2 separate regions of the Sus scrofa genome follow, and region 1 is linked to region 2. The links are chromatin contacts, called in public HiChIP or PLAC-seq maps. All regions are on one chromosome and are shown on one strand. The core of a region is the stretch at or near the end of the contact, and the rest is flanking DNA. Distances in the headings are between cores, read along the strand shown.

What was found. HiChIP or PLAC-seq counts read pairs in DNA pulled down with a chosen protein or histone mark.
Region 1: an H3K27ac HiChIP or PLAC-seq map of alveolar macrophages shows a contact between it and region 2. The contact joins the promoter of LOC110261576 here to the promoter of CFL2 in region 2. A contact is called at or near these places in 2 of 2 datasets of contacts at active chromatin or transcription factors (alveolar macrophages and skeletal muscle).

Annotation. Positions count from the first base shown.
Region 1 is chr7:65,230,177-65,234,501 of Sscrofa11.1, forward strand. It overlaps LOC110261576, which reads right to left and starts at 1,493. Exons shown (of 2, transcript XM_021099175.1): 1 at 284-1,493. The coding sequence starts at 906. TRNAY-GUA (a tRNA gene) reads left to right here and starts at 2,395; the gene lies at 2,395-2,484.
Region 2 is chr7:65,088,450-65,092,668 of Sscrofa11.1, forward strand. CFL2 (cofilin 2) reads left to right here and starts at 2,678. Exons shown (of 4, transcript NM_001025215.1): 1 at 2,678-2,852; 2 at 2,965-3,272; 3 at 3,394-3,470; 4 at 3,554-4,219. The coding sequence starts at 2,850. The coding sequence ends at 3,666.

The sequences.
Region 1 (4,325 bases), core at 243-2,742, 140 kb after region 2:
ACGCAGAGGCGCAGGCGCAGCGGGACCAGCAGCCTCTGCGCGCGCGCTCATCTACATACGCCACGCCCCAGCCCCGACCTCCCGGGCGCCCTGCTCTCTTCCCCGCTGGGGGCAAGGGACCTACTGAGAGTCACTCTGAGACGCGCGGGTGTCTCTGGGCCGGGGGCCGTGGGCGCGCGGCCAAGAGTGGGAACCTGAAGGGGGGCCCCGGGAAGACGCGAGCTCGCGGCCTCGCACCCCCAGTTGGTTGATCCCGCGGGTCTGGGCCCGGGTCGCCCCTCACCTTCCTTTCGGCGAAAAGAACATGTCAGCCCGTTTTGCCCTCGCCTGTTCAAACTCATCTTCTAGTCCTGCAAAACTCGGGAAAGGTCTGCCTGCCGGTGGACCTGAAGCGCTCAGGAGCCGCCTTAGTAAGGAAGCGTGGTGCTGGTTCTCCAGGAGGTCGTACGGAGTAAAAGGGACACAGAGGGCTTCAGAGTAGCCTAACCGGGTGACACTGGCAGGAACACCCGGGGTGGGGGTGGGGGTAGGGGTGGCGCTGGGGCCTCCCGGAGTGCGGTGCTCGGGGCGAGCGCCCTTGCCCCCTCCTGCCGCCGCAGAGCGCGCACAGGGCGGCCCCACCCGTGCCCTCTGGTCCTTTCCGATTTGGAAGGTGGTGAAAACAAATTTTGCTCGGTAAGTGCTGCTGGTAGGAGAAAGACTTGCGGTCCGTTCGGAATTGGGAAGAGGGGATTGGGGCATTTTAAGGGGGGATGGGGAGGTAGGGGAGGTAGGGGCGGGGGGCGCCGAGCAGAGTCGGAAGTGAAAAACTACAAAGCTTTGGTCGGGATAAAGGTACTTAGCGAAGTTAGGGTGGAGCCTCCCCCAGAGACTCAGAGACAGAGGCCCTAGCCCTCGGGACGACATTTCCAAGCAATGGCTCCCAGTCCTGGAGGGACACTTTGGGACTGTAAGAGAAACCACATTCACAACTGTTAAGCCCTTTTACCCGAATGCTCTTTTTAAAATAAATAAATAAATAAATAAATAAAAGTGTCAGGGGTTGGACTTTCTCGGGCAGGCATATTATTAATGGGGCTGGAGGTCAAGCCCGGGGACAAGACCTTATTATGCTGCTAGAAGCCCAACTAGAGTCTGGTGTGCAAGTGTCTCAGTGAGTGCAGGAAACGGTTTGCATGGGTTGTCACCCGCTGGGACCTGTACAGTTCTCACCTTAAGGAACTCTGTGTTTTGCGATCAAACAAGAAAACTGCACCTCCCCCTGGGCGAGTCCTGGCTCCTGGCCTGGTCTTTTATATCCTGATCTCCTCTTTGCTGACCTTGGGCATTTGCCTATCCAACTACTTTACTGCAACCCCCGTGGCTCTCACAGCTGAGGAATTTTGGAACAAAAGGCCTGTGGGTGCTCATGTCTTAGAGAAGAGGCTGTTGGAAGGTGGGAGCAACTGGGCAATGGACACGATCGGCCAATGACCTAGAGTGTTAGCTGTTGAGAGGTGTGAAAGAAGAAAAAGAAGAAGAAGAAAAAGCAATGAGGCGGGAAAGGGATGGGGGTTGCCATAAGGGGCAGGCTGCTGTGTTACCCTGGGTGGTCAGAGGAGGCTCCCTGGAGAAGGGGCCAATGGGAGCAGATTGAAGGAGGTGAGGGAGTTGGTCCTGGGGCTCTTGGGGAAGAGCAGCCCGGCCACAAAAATCAGCCAGAGCAAAGTCCAGTTCGGCGTGCGTGCGTGCGTGCGTGTGTGTGTGTGTGGAGAAGAGCAAGAAGGCCTCCGCCCCGCGGCCCCCCCCCCCCCGCAAGAAAAGAAAATCACTCTGGCTGTCAGGGTAGCAGGGCGAAAGCGGGGTGGGCGTGGGGGGAGATCAACAGGAGACTTCGTAACGCGGGCAAGATGATGGTGGCTTTGAAAGGTGGCAGAAAGTGCCCCACCAGACCCCGCCATGTTGGCCCAAGGTTGCTCTTGAACTAAAGGCACTTGAAAAGCACCAGGCTGGCAGCCGGGGAGGAGGTGCCGCTCCCGGTGGGTTCCCCTGTGCTCTGCCAGGCCTCCGCCTCCCCGCGCGCGCAATGGCTTCGCCAACGCCCCTCCCCTGCCGGTCTTAGCGGCTTTGCGGCCGCGGACCCGTGGTCCCCCCGCCTGTAGCCAGGGGCGGGGGAGGGGACAGGCGGCCACAGGTGGGCGCCGGGGACCCGGCATCTTTCTTTGAAAATCGCTGCGCGGATGGCGGCCACCGCCACGGCCCGGCCGCGCCCGCACAGGACGCCGTGGCTCGGAGCTCGCCGCTCTCTTCAAAGCGGCTTCCAAACAGCCCAGGGCGTGTCCCACCTCGGGCGTCCCGGCGTCGCGGGTCGGGCTTCGCAAGAAAAAGGAAGAGCTCGGATTTGGCGGCGCGCACCCTTCGATAGCTCAGCTGGTAGAGCGGAGGACTGTAGACGGGATCCGTGCGGACATCCTTAGGTCGCTGGTTCGATTCCGGCTCGAAGGAGGTGCCTGTCGCTTTTGCGCCCTGCGCCGCGCGCAGCCTCCCCTCTTGCTGGCCGGAGGCCCGAGGTGTCTGGGGACACCTGCCCAGCCACGCGTGGGCCGTGGGGCCGTGGCGGGCAACACCCCCGCCCGCAGCCGGGCCGCTCCCGCCTCAGCGCGCGGCCCCTCCGGCCCCACCACGGCCCTCGCCCTCTCCTCTTTCAGTCCCTCACCGCCTGCCGCTCCGCTCCTCACGCGCACGTCCCTGCAGCCAAACGGCTGGGCGCGCAGCAGCTGCCCCCCGCCAGCCCCGGAGGCCCAGGAGCACACAGGCCGTCGCGTGGGCCAGGGACAACCATGGCACCCTCCCTGGAAACTCCCTCTCAGTCTCGGGCCCTGTCCCCAGCTCTGCCCCCGAAAGGATGGTCACTGTCGCTGTCTCTCCCGGCTACAGCCTTCCACTCTCCCAAGCTCTCGCTCCGTGGGGCAGAACTGCCACCCTGAGATTTTCCAAGCCCCTGCCAGGTGTGCACCTGCGTCCGGGCTGACATTGGCCGAAGCAAAAAACGCCGCAGGGTTCTCAGTGAGCCTTGACTTCAGCGGTGGTGCGTTCAGGTTTCCTCTTAGTCTGAGGGCAGGGATGTGGTCCCGGGGAAACCTCAGCTTTCAGATGCCTTCGCATCTGTTCTGGGAGCAGCTGGAGAGCTCGCGTTCCTTCAGAAAGAGCAGCGATTGCTCACGCTCTGTATGTACGAGGGTGCTAAAACGCTCGCACCCATTCTTCTGCCATATTGGATGTATCTGTACCTCCTTCTCCCTCTCCGCCCCGGCCCCGGCCCCGGCCCCTGCCCCATGTGAGTGTACATATGCATATGGTGCCCCTCCGGGGACCCCCAGAACCCAGACCTAGTTCAGGCAGCAGCCTCCTCTGCCCAAGGAGTCAGGGCAGGGGGGCAAAGGAGGGGAGCCAAGGCTGCATAGCTATTGGCCTTGTTGAGCCCTGGATGTGGTCTCCCCTCTGACATCCCTTTTCCATCTCTCCTCAAAGCCTCGCTGCCACATAAAGTTACCGTGGTATTGGTCTCACTATATTGATGAAGCTAATCACTAAGTCCAGATTCCAGGATAAGGGTAGACTCCACCATCTGAATGGGCAGAGTAGTTGAGATATAAAAGTTCTTTTTAGTGTCTTAAAAATTTGTTTTGGAGTAACTGCTGTATCACAGTGGGTTAAGGATACAGAATTTCTGCAGCTGTGGCTGGGATTTGATCCCTGGCCCAGGAACTTACATATATTGAAAAATAATTTAAAAAATTGTTTAGCTCACCGTCTAAAAACAATGAGATGACTAGATTAAATGAAATATATCAGATACCATAAATTGGCTAGATAACCTAATACTCTACTATTTGCTAAGTTTAAGTATTTACATTTCTTTGCGTTTGCTATATTACATACTTAACTCAGGTACTACATAATTTGTGAAACAGATGAAGTTTGTAATTTGTCCCAGATTTCTTTCTTCAAGGTTAGAATCTTGACTTTTTTTCCCCTTTTGTTTTTACGAGGTTCAGTTGTGTCCATTGAAGAAGTTGACATGTTAAAGTAGTTTACTAGAAACTTAATCGGAAGATTCCACGAAAAAAAGATCCCTTTTAAGTTGATTGCAGACATTTTATTACTTAAATGTTTAACGGAAGTGGGGAGGAGTGAAAGATCCTCATAATAACCATGCATAGTGAGGAGTTCAGTCAAGCTGGCAAAAAACAAAACAGGAAAGTAGGACCAGACCCGAGCCCAGACCCGCGGGATCAACCAACTGGGGGTGCGAGGCCGCGAGCTCGCGTCTTCCCGGGGCCCCC
Region 2 (4,219 bases), core at 1,428-3,927:
AACCCGCAACCTCATGGTTCGTAGTCGGATTCGTTTCCACTGCGCCATAACGGGAACTCCTAAATTCAACTTTTGTTTTGTTTTGTTTTAGGGCCTTACCTGCCACATATGGAAGGTCCCAGGCTAGGGGTCTAATTGGAGCTGCAGCTGCCAGCCTATGCCACAGCCACCACTACACAGGATCCTAACTGTGTCTGTGACCTACACCACAGCTCACAGGCATTGCAGGATCCTTAACCCACTGCATCGATTGATTGATTGATGCTGCATCCTCATGGATACTAGTCAGGTTTCTAACCTGCTGAGCCACAAGAGGAACTCCTCAACTTTTTTTTTTTTTTTTTTTTTTTTTTTTTTTTGTCTTTTGTCTTTTGGTTGTTGTTGCTATTTCTTGGGCCGCTCCCGCGGCATATGGAGGTTCCCAGGCTAGGGGTTGAATCGGAGCTGTAGCTGCCAGCCTATGCCAGAGCCACAGCAATGCAGGATCCGAGCCATGTCTGCAACCTACACCACAGCTCACGGCAACGCCGGATCGTTAACCCACTGAGCAAGGGCAGGGACCGAACCCGCAACCTCATGGTTCCTAGTCGGATTCGTTAACCACTGTGCCACGACGGGAACTCCTCAACTTTTTTTTTTTCTTGGCCTCACCCACTTCCCCAGCCAGGGACACACAGTGACACAAGCACAGCAGTGACATACCTGATCCTTAACCACTAGGTCACCAGGGAACTCCAAAATATGTTCAACCATTAATCAGTTTTAAATTCATTTTTACCAATTTTACAAATGAAGAAAGTAAGGTAGAAATGATAAATGTTAGGATAAAAGGTAGCATAAATCAACCCAAAGTAATGAAATATTTTATTAAATCTTCCTTTTATTATACATAAACACATAAAATGTTTCATTTAAAACATTTTCACTATAAACTTACAAAGCACTGAATCTTTATGAAAAATTTCTTCAATGTCTAAAATGACAATTTTTTTCTATGATAAATGCGATGTATAATTTTAAGTATCAAAAAGGTTTAGAGAAGAGCCTTGGCTCCGTTATACGGGCTTTGCTAGAAGAGATTGCAGTTGCCAAGACGGAGGAATCTCTACTCTTGGGTCCACTTATTGACGCCAGCTGTCGTAGCTGGGGCCTCAGGAAGAAACGACTACTAGCAGAGTGCAATCCATTTCCTACGAAGTCTAATATATAAAAGAATTTTACCAAGGAATGTTACTACCCAATTTTCCCCCTATTATTATTTGAAACGCAGACTTTTGGAAAGTGATTTCTCCGTCTCTATTTGTCATTTTGTTTTTGCTCATTAATTCCATCAATTGCGGGGGGGACCCCCCCATAGTGTTTATTCTCATTGAATTGGAGGAAGGAGATCTAAACAATTCACACCATCTCTTAAGGGGTTTTCTAAAAAAGACCCACAACGTAGGAATCCAGCTCCTTTCGGTGGAAACCGCAGGCGAAGGCGAGACCACCTCGGAGAGCGGTTCCCCACAGACGCGCCCGCGCCCTCGCTCTCGGGGAAGCAGTGTAGAAACACCCCTCAGGGAGCTGGAGGACCGGACCACTGGTGCCCCGGGGTAGAGGCCTCCTCGCCAGGTCCCGGGGCCCCGACCGCGGCAGCCGGGCCTGCAGGGCGCGAGCGGGGTCAGGTCGAGGACGCGGGCGGGGCCGAAGGGCCGGCCAGGGGCGCGCCCACGTGACCGCCCCGCCTGCGCCGCAGCCCCCCGAGCCGTCGCCGCCGCCTCTCGGGCCGCACTCCCGGCGTGCCCCGCACTCGCCGCCTCCCGCCCCTCCTTCTGCTCGCATCGCCACACAGCCGGAGCCGAGCCGCCGCCGCCGCCGCCGCCGCAGTCTCAGCCGCGGGCACTATGGTAAGGCGGGAGCGCCGGCCGGGGACCCCGGCGGCCAAGGGGGCCGGGGCACGGCGAGCATAAACCCCCGCGCGGCCCCGCCGGGCCTCGGGCCTGAGGCCGCCATTTTAACCTGATTTTGGCCTCCAAGGTGGGCGCTGCGGCCCCGCTGCTCTCTTCCAGCCGGCCTGCCCTCCCGCCGTCAGGCCCTGCCCGGCCGCTCTCCGGATTCCTGGGGGCAGGGAGAGCCCGGGCGCGGGGCGGGGGGCGCGGGGCGGGGGCTGGAGCCTGGGCCGGGGGGCGGCGGCCGGGGGCGCCGGAGGGTCCACTGAGCTTCCTCCCCACCCTCCCCGCCTCCTCTCGCCGCCTTTGCCTTCCGCTACCTAATTTTACCCCGCACGCGAGCTCTCAAATTGGTACGTGCTGTAAAGCCCTTTCTGGAGGCTTTCGGTGAGGGTCTTGATGGCCTGTCATAAAACCCTTAGGGGGAGATTAAGGAGGTGGGAAAACTCTTAAAAATGCTTTCTCGCTGTAAAAAGCTTTTTACACGCGATCCGATCCGTTAGTTGTGAAGTGTCTGCCTTTGAGCTGTGAGGCAATTATGTTGTAGCCGTGGGCGGCTTGGAGTTCACACTCGATTCTCTTTCCATATGAGGAAACGGCACTGGCTAGGATGACTTTAAAGAAAAAAATAGTAGAAGCATTAACTGAAATCCAAAAGTGTTTTTTTAAGGCCTGCTGGGTTGACACAATACAGAAGGTATTTTTGCTGCTGTTCCTGAAGCTCTGACATCACCCAGTGAAATAGGAAACATTTCAGGGATGGGACAGCCTGTATTTGTCCCTTTCCCTCTACCTTCCAGTTACTTCACCTCCAAACCCCTTTTTAAAAGAAGGATGAATGGGGCAGGATGAGTTAGAATCCTTAGGTGCATCAAGGACTGGTACTTAAAATGTGGCAAATTTGATTGGACTACTTGCATGGTATGATGCAATTTTCGATGTCCAGACTAAAGTGAATCCTCCCTGGGCAAACAGTAATTTCGGTTAAAACCAAAATGTGTGCACTGAATTGCTTTTCTTTCTTTATTTTCAGGCTTCTGGAGTTACAGTGAATGATGAAGTCATCAAAGTTTTTAATGACATGAAAGTAAGGAAATCTTCTACACAAGAAGAGATCAAAAAAAGAAAGAAAGCAGTTCTCTTCTGTTTAAGTGATGACAAAAGACAAATAATTGTAGAGGAAGCAAAGCAGATCTTGGTGGGTGACATTGGTGATACTGTAGAGGACCCCTACACATCTTTTGTGAAGTTGCTACCTCTGAATGATTGCCGATATGCTTTGTACGATGCCACATACGAAACAAAAGAGTCTAAGAAAGAAGACCTAGTATTTATATTCTGGTGTGTAAAAACAAAAGAAAAAAGTACTTTTAAAATGCAAGGATTGTTATTAACAGAGTCAGTTTTGCCTTTGTTTTTCTCTTAAGTGGGAGTCAACAGTTTTTTTCTTTCTTCCCTATAGGGCTCCTGAAAGTGCACCTTTAAAAAGCAAGATGATTTATGCTAGCTCTAAAGATGCCATTAAAAAGAAATTTACAGGTACAGACATTGAATATTTTGTACAGAGGAACTGCTCTTTCTTAGTAATGATAAAGTAATGGGGTAATGTGTTTTCTTTTTAGGTATTAAACATGAGTGGCAAGTAAATGGCTTGGACGATATAAAGGACCGTTCAACACTTGGAGAGAAATTGGGAGGCAACGTAGTCGTTTCACTTGAAGGAAAACCCTTATAAAATGACAGTCAAGTGCCATCCGGATCTTAAGGAGCTTCCATTTCTCCAGCTCAGTCGATTGGAATAGTATTAGGTGTTTTTTGTTTTTTTTTTTTCTTTCTTCTTTTTCCCACTGGGTCCTTCCAACACAGTGAATGAAGGAAATACCATTCATGTAAGCAGCCTATCAGTGATTGCCATTAGACTGTTTAATACTGTTACTTTTATGTAGAACCCAAGGAATGCCTTCCCCTCATATTTTAGCCAAAACAACTGATTACATGCCTCCCTTGCAGCAAGCACTACAATGAATGTGATTGTCAATGTGAATAGTTTAGAATACTGCAAAGGGTTAAGCTAATTGAATGCCTTGAAAGCATTATCCACTGGTAAGATGGTAAACTTTATTCAGTATTATTTATAGTTGCACTTGATCGCAGTTCTGTGAGGCTCGAGCATTCATACACCTCACCTGCCTTGGCAAGCCTATTTTTTGTGACTTGGCAGCACGGATATAACACTATGCATTGAAAGCACTTTTTTTGTAATGAGTTTAATCTCCCACCTCAAAAGG